Linked DNA regions of Gossypium hirsutum: region 2 is linked to region 1. Evidence: chromatin contacts called from public Hi-C data. All regions are on one chromosome and are shown on one strand. The core of a region is the stretch at or near the end of the contact, and the rest is flanking DNA. Distances in the headings are between cores, read along the strand shown. Region 1 has its middle 45 kb from the start of LOC107908423. Region 2 has its middle 7.8 kb from the start of LOC107910157.

The links. Hi-C and Micro-C count contacts between places; a contact is called where the count stands out from the background.
Region 2: a contact with region 1 is called in a Hi-C map of leaf, with 3 times the contacts expected there. The contact joins two enhancer-like sites. A contact is called at or near these places in 3 of 34 Hi-C or Micro-C datasets (hypocotyl, leaf and petal).

What each region holds. Positions count from the first base shown.
Region 1 is chrD02:41,680,655-41,685,368 of Gossypium_hirsutum_v2.1, forward strand. No RefSeq gene overlaps it. Among protein-coding and RNA genes, the nearest start is that of LOC107908423, 45 kb to the left of the region's middle. Within about 2 kb of position 2,802, at least 8 of the 9 cell types and tissues checked have an H3K27ac peak or open chromatin away from gene starts, as enhancers often do.
Region 2 is chrD02:42,115,424-42,120,137 of Gossypium_hirsutum_v2.1, forward strand. No RefSeq gene overlaps it. Among protein-coding and RNA genes, the nearest start is that of LOC107910157, 7.8 kb to the right of the region's middle. Within about 2 kb of position 1,913, at least 4 of the 9 cell types and tissues checked have an H3K27ac peak or open chromatin away from gene starts, as enhancers often do.

The DNA of each region.
Region 1 (4,714 bases), core at 1,552-4,051:
CAAATATGAAATCATCATGGTAAGAAAAGATAAAGTGATCATTGTAATTTGACAATAGTAGAAAAGATATCCTTGATAACATTATTTTGTGAAAGAATAGGTAATTGAACATAGTGGGGATGTTGGTCTTGTGAATTTTCAAGAAACAAATAAATATAAAGTTTTACCATGTGGTATAGATAATTAACACAGCTAAGTTGAAATTTTGAAATTTAGGGATGAGGTACAAGCCTATAATATTTGAGTCATTTATGATTGAAACTCAACTAACGCTTGGTATAACATCAAGTCTTAAGTTCAATGAGACAGGGTATATCAACAGTATGTGACTGCTAGCACTATAAAATAATATATAATAATCATCCCAAGGGAAAAAGTGCTAGGTACCCGTAATGGCAAGGAAAGCATGAGACTATTATACTTTTAATAGACCCATAACATAAATATGTTAGAGTGTTATAATTACGGGAACACTCTTGATGGGGTCTACCTATGTGAGTGGAAGCGTGGCCGCTTCTAGGAGCTCAGAGGCTTGGCTCTAACAACACTCATGAAAAGAGGTTACAGACGCACGGTCATAATAGTGTCCCTGAATACTGTGCATTGATTGGTGTTGAAATCATTGTATGAGATATGTTCGATTAGTCAAATGGAATAACTAGTTCAAAGCATAGTCTACCATGCAATTTTTATTAACTTTAATATGCTTTCACTAAGTGAAGGTTCAAACGTACGACACCTTCATTTATGCTATTAATTTTCAAGATTATCAAAATATAGAATACTTTCAAAATAGGGGGAGATTGTTGGAACATTTTAAAAAAATATATAATGTTCCAATAGTTGTAAATGAAAAGTTATAAATAACCAAAAGTTGTGTCATTTGGTTATTAACCAAAAGTTGTAACCATTTATAATGATGAGTTATGCCTCTTAAATTCAAAATTTATGTCACTTGATTATTAAAGAATAATCATAATTATTCAAGTAGATATCTATTGAATAATTATGTTTATTGCTAAAGATATGACTATCCATTTAAGTAGTTATGTCTCTATGAAGAGACATGAGGCTTCTTATAAATAGGAGTGAACTTTCATTTGTATGACACCCAAAAACATAGAAACAAAGTTTCTTTCTATTCTCCAACCATCTTTTATATTCCTAGATTGTTCTATAAAGAATTCTTTATAGAAATTGATATGGAGGTGAATAGAACCTTAAAGAAAATGACATTGTTACAGGCCTTGGATCCTTCAATAATTTCTCATAAGTTTATTTATATCCCTACACTCCAACATATTTAATTGATTTTGATATTTATAAATTTAAAATTTAATTATTGAAAAAAATAGAACTTTCAACAAGAGGGTAAACAAATTCATATTGCCAATTTTTAAAGCATTATTTTAGTTTCTACCACTTTTTCACTTGAATTCTTAATATTTTTTTACCCTGATTAATACCTTTTTAGGTGACAAAAACTAAAACAACTTAGAAGTTGGGTGACCAAACTGAGAGTGTGAACATGATGTGGCGTGTATAGTTAACCACTGTTAGAGATTTAACGGTTGGGTGACTAAAATAAAAATACCCTAAAAGTTAAGTAATGAAATTCTAATAATTTTATTTTAGGTGACCAACTAGATAGTTTACCCTAAAGTATTTGTAAAAGTAGCACCCATTTGGAGTTCAAAGCCTACAAACCACACCCCTGTTCGTTATCTAACAAATTGTAAACTACACTATTAGTCACTAAACTATGGATAAGGTTTTGTTTAGTTAACTAAAAGAGTTACACTTTGGTCACCGAAATATTCAAAAGTTTTCATTTAATTTACTAAACTATTCAAAAGTTTTTATTTAACTCACTAAGTTGTTAAGGTTTTTTTAAAAAAAGTTCTGCTAGTAAGCTCTAACCGACAATTTGACAATCCATGCAAAACTATTTGACAATTTGACAATTTGACAGTTAGTCTACGAGATTGAAGAAAAAAGTTGTTTAAGTTTTGGTTCGCATATTCATGATGTCCAAAACTATTTTATTGGATTTGAAAAAAAAATATGTATAGGAGAAAGGAGAAAAGAGCTTTTGATTGGTGCATGCACTGCAAACAAAGAAAGCCACATAGCATTGATTTTAACAGCCTAATGACTTAAATGAAAACTTTTGAATAATTGAATGAAAAAATTGTAACCATTTTTAGATAAGTGACCAAATCAAAAATTTATCTCTAATAGAATTACTAATGGTGTAGTTTACCCGATAACAAAAATGATATTGCACATCAGAAATAAGAATTATTAAAGATTTATAGTATTTTAGGTATAGACCAAAAGCAATTATTAAAGAAATCGGGCTACCTTAATGAAAATGACGAGACCAAGATTTTAGGGAAATAAGATTTGGGAATTAATGAACTGGTTAAAAAGGCTGGAATAATTTAGGCTCCAAATAAAACAAGGAGCACAAAGAAATGAGTTTCTATGGCTAAAGAGAAAGGGGTTGTAATTGCAAACGGATGGAAGCCCAACTTGAACATTCTAAAACCATCAAAGAAGGTTGAGGCATCCTCCTTGAGTCCAAAAAATAATCCATTTTATGATAGATTGAGAATGGACCCGATAGAATTGGATAGAGATTTGGAGCCCATTCACTTTCAAGCTATTAGCCCGATGTTGAAAGGAAAGAAAATTTTGGCAATTAGATTTATGGCTAAAGAAGGTATTTCAACTAGAAGTGAGGGACACAACTGCCATAGTATCTCAAAATCAAAACAAAGTATGGGGGTAAGGGAACTCATCGGCCATGAGAAGAGATCAGTGAAAAAGTGGGTGAAAATACAGAGTAGGAACCAATGGGCTTCAAGGGTGTCGATTTGTCACCACTTTCGGTGGCTCTAGCTATAGATGATATTTTACAAGGGTTGAGTAACGAGGTTGGGGATGACACCGCTATGGCCAGTGTTTGAGGAGAGGAGATCGGGAAGGAGGATGAAACTATTAAGGGTGTTGAGTTTATATGAGGGTTTCGATAACACTTTCATGGCCTACTATTTTGTGATGGTCTCTGATTTTAATTTAATGCTTTGGAATTGTCAAGGGTGTGGACACTCTCGATTCCATAAATTTTTAAAAGAATACAAGACAAAAGTTTGTCCAAACATTGTTTCTCTCTTTGAAACTAGAATTAGTGAGACCAAGGCTAACATTGTTATTTCAAAGCTGAGGTTTGAAAACTCATTCTGAGTCGAAACATTGGGTTTTGTGGGTGGTATTTTGATTTTCTGGAATGATAGGTGTTGAGGTAGTAAAAGCTCATCCTCAGTTTATACATATGCGTGTTCAGAAATTACGAAGCCACACTTTATTTCTCTGTTCTGTTGTTTATGTGAGTCCACTACTACGTACAATTACTCAGTTATAGGAAATTTTGGGTTAGAGTGTTGATAAGGTTGAAGATCCTTGGCTAGTGGTAGGGGATTTCAACACGATTTTGAGAAGTGATGAATGGAAAGGAGGTTTTGAGTCTCACAAAGTGGGTTGCAATCGATCCGGTTTGTTTGTTTTCTAGCATAGTTTTCACGATATAGGGTATTAAGGGTTGTATTTCATTTGGAGCAGAGGGAACCTATTTCAGAAGCTTGATCGAGGACCTTGTAATGATCTGTGGTAGCCTTTCACACTAAATTTAGTTGTAAGACATCTACATAAACTAAAATCTGATCACCATCTTATTTTCATTTTGACAAATAAGGCAAGAGCTGTCACATCCCAAAAATTGGGTTTGAAGAAATCAGGTTAGTGAAATCAAGAGTGGTTACATCTTGATTTGTGAGTTAAGATTGTGAAAATTGTGACAAGTAAAATAATCTAGTTCAGTGGTTTAGTGTTGTGATTATGTGTGAAAGGTCCTATGTTCAAATCCTGTCTCTTGGAATTTTGTTAGTTTTTAGCTCAATTCCTATTCCTAGTCTTCTGGCTTAAATCTTATTTCTGAGCAAGTTATGACAGAATGAGTTTATTGGATCAATGGTAAGGTGTTAGCTTACCTTAGGTCTTGTGTTCGACTCTCGTGTTGCGTGTGAGTGTAACATTTTGTCCTTGGCACTTGTTAGTTGTTGGGTTAAAGTTATTTTTCTAAAAAAATTTGTGAATAAATATCTGTTTATTTTTATTGATATTTTTAATTTTGTTCCAAAAATTCCCACTTTCACTCCATCGTTAACCATCCACTTTTCCCTATTTCCACACATTAATTTTGGTTTTATTCTTCCTTTTCTTCTTTTCTTCTTTATCTTTTCTTTTGTTCTTTTTGGTTCTCTTGAGATTGTTACTGACGTTCTTTGTTGGGTATTATTTCTTTACTGTCATTCCATTTGTTCCCTATGTTCGTGCGCGAGTTTTGTCTTTCCATTATGGTTCAAAACGGGGTATAAGTTTGTTTAATATCTTTTATGTTATTTTGAATTGAATTTATTTTTCGTGGTAAGATATGATTGGTTAGTATTTAGTCTTCTTGTTATGTAGTGCTTGACATTTTCGTGATTTTGTTTAGGTGAAGGGTGTGAGAAACAGGTTACATCAAAGGAGTGATTTCCGTTTTGGAAGCTGTTTCCGAGTGGTAAGTAATCGAACTTCACTTAGGGACTGAAATTTTGTTAAAGGAATATGATGTTGGATGATATTTTGTTGGTTAAGTGAGTTAATTGGA
Region 2 (4,714 bases), core at 663-3,162, 430 kb after region 1:
TCTTTAGCTTGTTTATTTTATAACGGCTATACTTTCACATTCAATAAAAGGGAATATTATTCATAAAAATCGTTCTTTAATCTGTAATGGATGGATGGAAAGCAATCTCTATTTTATCAAACCAAATAACTACTCAATGATTCAAACTAAAATAGTGAATAAAAAGCTTAAAACTTCTCACTCTATTGAGGGGTACCTATGGCACTTAAGATTTGATCATATTAACCAAGAAAGAATCACTAGACTCGTGAAAGATGGTCCTTTAAGTATGCTTAAGGAATTTAGTCTTCACAATGTGAATCTTGCTTGGAAGGTAAAATGACTAAGAGGTCTTTTAATGAGAAAGGTACAAGGGCCAACCAGACTTTAGAACTTTGCACACAGAATTAGTAGATCTGTTCCACCTAAAATGGGAATGGGCTGGGGTTATGAACTTATAATCTATAATCTGATGATCGAATCGATTCTATGATTATAAGTTTATTCCATATTGGACCAGACCAGAATAGGGCTATATACATTCTCATTATGAGAAAGGGTCATTCAAGCTTGATTTCAGTTAGTAATTGAACTAAGAAATAGATTCTAGAAGCTAACTAGAAGCTAAACTAACAAAGGGTATCTTGAGAAATTGCAATAATCGGGTTCATTGATATTCCTGGTATAGTAGATGCTATCACACATACAATCATACTTAATTCAATGGAATTGTTTGATCTTAAAGGGGATCTTCTATAATTTCACACGTGAGGGGTTATTTCTTGGTTTCGTCAAGTCATTAATAACTTAATTATTTTTAGATAATAGTATATGAAAACAACACTCGTAAGGAGTTCCATTGAAACCAAGAAATATAGGCCTATCTGCCATCCACACCAGAATAAATGGAGCTTTCTGAAAAAACCTGCTAGTGGAGGAAGACCTCCTAGAGATAAGAGACATAGAGCTAAAGAGAGAGCCAAAAAATTCAAATTCGAATTTTAAAGACGTTATTGCTAGAAGTGATAATCACAAACCCCAAATATATTCTGTAAAACCAACATAAAAAATGGAAAAAAATCCTAATTAGTAATTGATTATAAATGAAAAAAATTTGTTTCCATATATTTTATTATTTGTTCACGCTATTACATCAATCAATTATTAAATTATTATAGAGATTGGATATAAATCTATTGATTAGCACTTATATAGAAGACTATATTACTACAAAATAATTAATTAATTAGTTTATGAAGTTTTTACATATTAAATAGAAAATTATATTTATTTGCAAAATATAGTTACTATTTTATGTAGTTGATTAGCATGGCAGCAATATAATAAATTGAAGTTTAAAGATAGTTATACAATTTTTCCGTGATGATATTTTATACATAATTAGATTAATTTTGATTTCATAAATTAAATATGAAAAAGTCTTTCCTATTTTTTTGTTGAAAAAAAAAACTAGTTACATTAAAAAACCTAATCCTACATAACCTACCTATTTAACATAAATTATGTTCTCTATTTTTATGAAGTTGATTAGAAGGGGATTTAAATTCAAAAAATAAAAAGATTAGAAGGGGTTTCTAATTCTTGCAATAAATTTCAATAATTCTTTTATTGTAATTTGTTGTGTACACATATCTCTGCAACAAAGTCTAACAATTTTGAAAATAAAGTATGCAGATTTGTTGAATGACTACGAAATTCCTTTTCCAGTGATATAGCCAATAGTACAATTCAAAGTATTTTTCAAGAGAATAAGATGAGAAAAGATAAACAAATTCCAATTGACAATAAGCATGCCCTAGTCATATTTCTTCTATCTTTTTATAGTACTCTTCTGGTCGTTATGCGTTTGATGACTTGTGCTACATGACAAAATCAGTGAATCTCCATGGTAGTCTTCGTTGTTGTGTAGCATTGTTGGGCTCTAGTGGAGGCTCGAATTGGTTTACTGGTTTAACAATCATGGTGGGTTGGTTTACTGGTACAACAATCATGGTTTCATTCACAACAATACCCCTTGTTCAAAAGGCACCTTGCCCTCAAGGTGCCAGTCAGGAAAACTCTGATAAAGGTGGTTCTTATCCTCCCAAGTTATAACTTCAATTGGAAGTCCGTCCCAATGAATCAAAAATTGTTCAATGGAATGATCGGATCGTTCAATTACTCATTTGTTTAATATAGCTGCAGGCGACAAAATGACGGTGTTGGTAGAGTCAACAAGATGAAATGTAACTTTTTTATCAGGGATCCCATTGCATTTGCGGAGAAGGTAAATTGCTCCAACACGACAGCGGACTTTGAAAGGTCCAACGAAATGTCGACCAAGCTTATGATGACGCTGAAGTTGCACCGAATTTTGGTGAAAGGGTTGGAGTTTAACATATGCCCAATCTAATTTATTAAAATCGTGACTGTGTTTTTTCGTAACGAGTTTCATTCGAGTTTGGGCCCTGGAAAGATTCTACTTAAGGCGAGCCAGAAGTGTATCCCTATCAAACATGTATTCCTCCACCAATGGTGTATCAGTTGTGCCTTTGATGTATCGAGCAATGGTTGGAGGCGGTCATCCATGAAGAGCTTCGAATGGTGTCCTCTGTATAGTTGTTTGATAAGTAGTGTTGTACCCTTATTTAGCCCATGGTAACATAGCAACCCAGTTATGAGGAGTATCGGTAGTGAAACAACTTAAATACATCTCAAGGCATTTGTTAAGGGCTTTTGTTTGGAAATTCGTTTGGGGGAGGTATGGGGTACTCATTACTAGTTCGGTGCCTTATAAACGGTACCTAAAAAAATAAAAGGAAGTGCCATGAAATGACCATATTTTTTTAATCGGTCAACTACCACCATTATAGTAGTTTTTCCATGTGAGGACAACAATCCGGTAATAAAATCCATGGAAATATCTTCAAAAACCAGTGTTGGAATAGGGAGGGGTTAAAGTAAGCTAGCCAGTGGCAGTGAAGAATCTTTCATTTGTTGACAAATTTGACATTCTGAAACATAACGTTAAACACCACGACGCATTCCTTTCCAAAAAAAATTTGGATAAGAGGCGATGGAAGGTGCAAGTGATTCCAACATGGCTACCAACAAGAGATGAATTAAACTCACTTAACAGTTGTTGGTGAAGAGATGAATCGACGAGAAAGATGATATGGCCGTGAGAAAACAACCTATAATGATTCGCGTACCTAAGTAAAGATTCAGGGTCAACTCGAAGGAGATTATGTAAAGCGACTAAATCAGGGTGAGATTCGTTGGTCTCACGTACTACCGTGAGAATGGGAAATTCTAAGCCTATAATCACAAGTAGAGACGTGGATGAAGGGTATGATAGAGTAGCTAGTGCCTGATTGTGTTTCTCCGGACGATAAATAATTTTAAGTCATAACCCAATAATTTTCCCACCCATTTCTGTTGGTCAGGTGTCTGGATGATCTGATCAGTGAGGTTTTTCAAAGGTTGTTGATCAGTAATAATGACAATCAACGACCCAATAAATATTGTCCCCACCTTACAATGGCATGGGTAATGGCATACATTTCCCAATGATAAATGGAGGTTGATTGCTGGCATGGAGCAAGTTTTTGACTGAAGAAAGCTATGGGGTAGCCCTCTTGAGACAGAACAACACCAATGTCGATCCTTAATGCATCTGTTTCCAAGTTAAAAGGCTTGGAAAATTCTGGAAATTGTAAGATCGAAGCTGAAGTTATAGTTTTTGCAACTTAATGAAGGACAAGCCTATTGTTAAAGTATAATAAAAGGCATCTTTTCTTAGCAAATTAGTGAGTGGATTGATTATGGTATAGTAACTTCGAATGAAACGTCTATAATATACCGCTAGGCCTAAAAAAGCCCTAACGTCCTTAATTGTTGTTGGTGTAGGCCAGTCAAGGATGGCTTGAATCTTGTCTAGGTCAACTACTACACCCTAGGTTGATATAATATGACCCAAATAGCCTACTGTTTCTTGCCCAAATAAGCACTTGGGTTGTTTTGCCACCAAGTGACAAAGACGAAGAAGTGTAAGGACTTGTCAAAGGTGGTGCAGATGTAAGGCCAATGTGGTGTTGTATTTTAATATATCATTGAAGAATATGAGAATAAATTGCTGATGAAAGGGGAAAAATGTCATTCATCAAAGCTTGGAAGGTGGAAGGTGCATTGGTGAGGCCGAAAGGCATGATGAGAAATTCGTAATGTCCATCATGAGTCTGAAAATCCATTTTACATTCATCACTGGTGCGAATACGAATTTCATAGTATCTGGCTAAGAGGTCCAATTTTGAAAATAATGAGCTCCATGTAATTCATCAAATAACTCATCAATTGATGGAATGGGAAAGTGATCACGAACCGTAACAACATTGAGAGCGTGGTAGTCTACACAAAAACGTCATGTACCGTCCCTTTTTTTGGACCAAAAGAATCAGAGAAGAGAAATGACTTATGCTTGGTCGGATAATTCTATCCTGAAGCATTTCGTTAACCAATTTTTCCATCTCCTGTTTTTGAAAATGAGAATACTGGTAGGGACGTACTTGAATTGGATTCATGTTTGGTAGCAAATTAATAGTATGACTACGTAGTCGTGATGGTGGCAAACCATGAGGTTTAGTAAAAATATCAGAGAATTCCTCCAGTATAGTGGCAATATTAATTGGGTGTGGAGCAACAGACCTAGTGGAAGTAGTGGTCAATTCTAACCGAT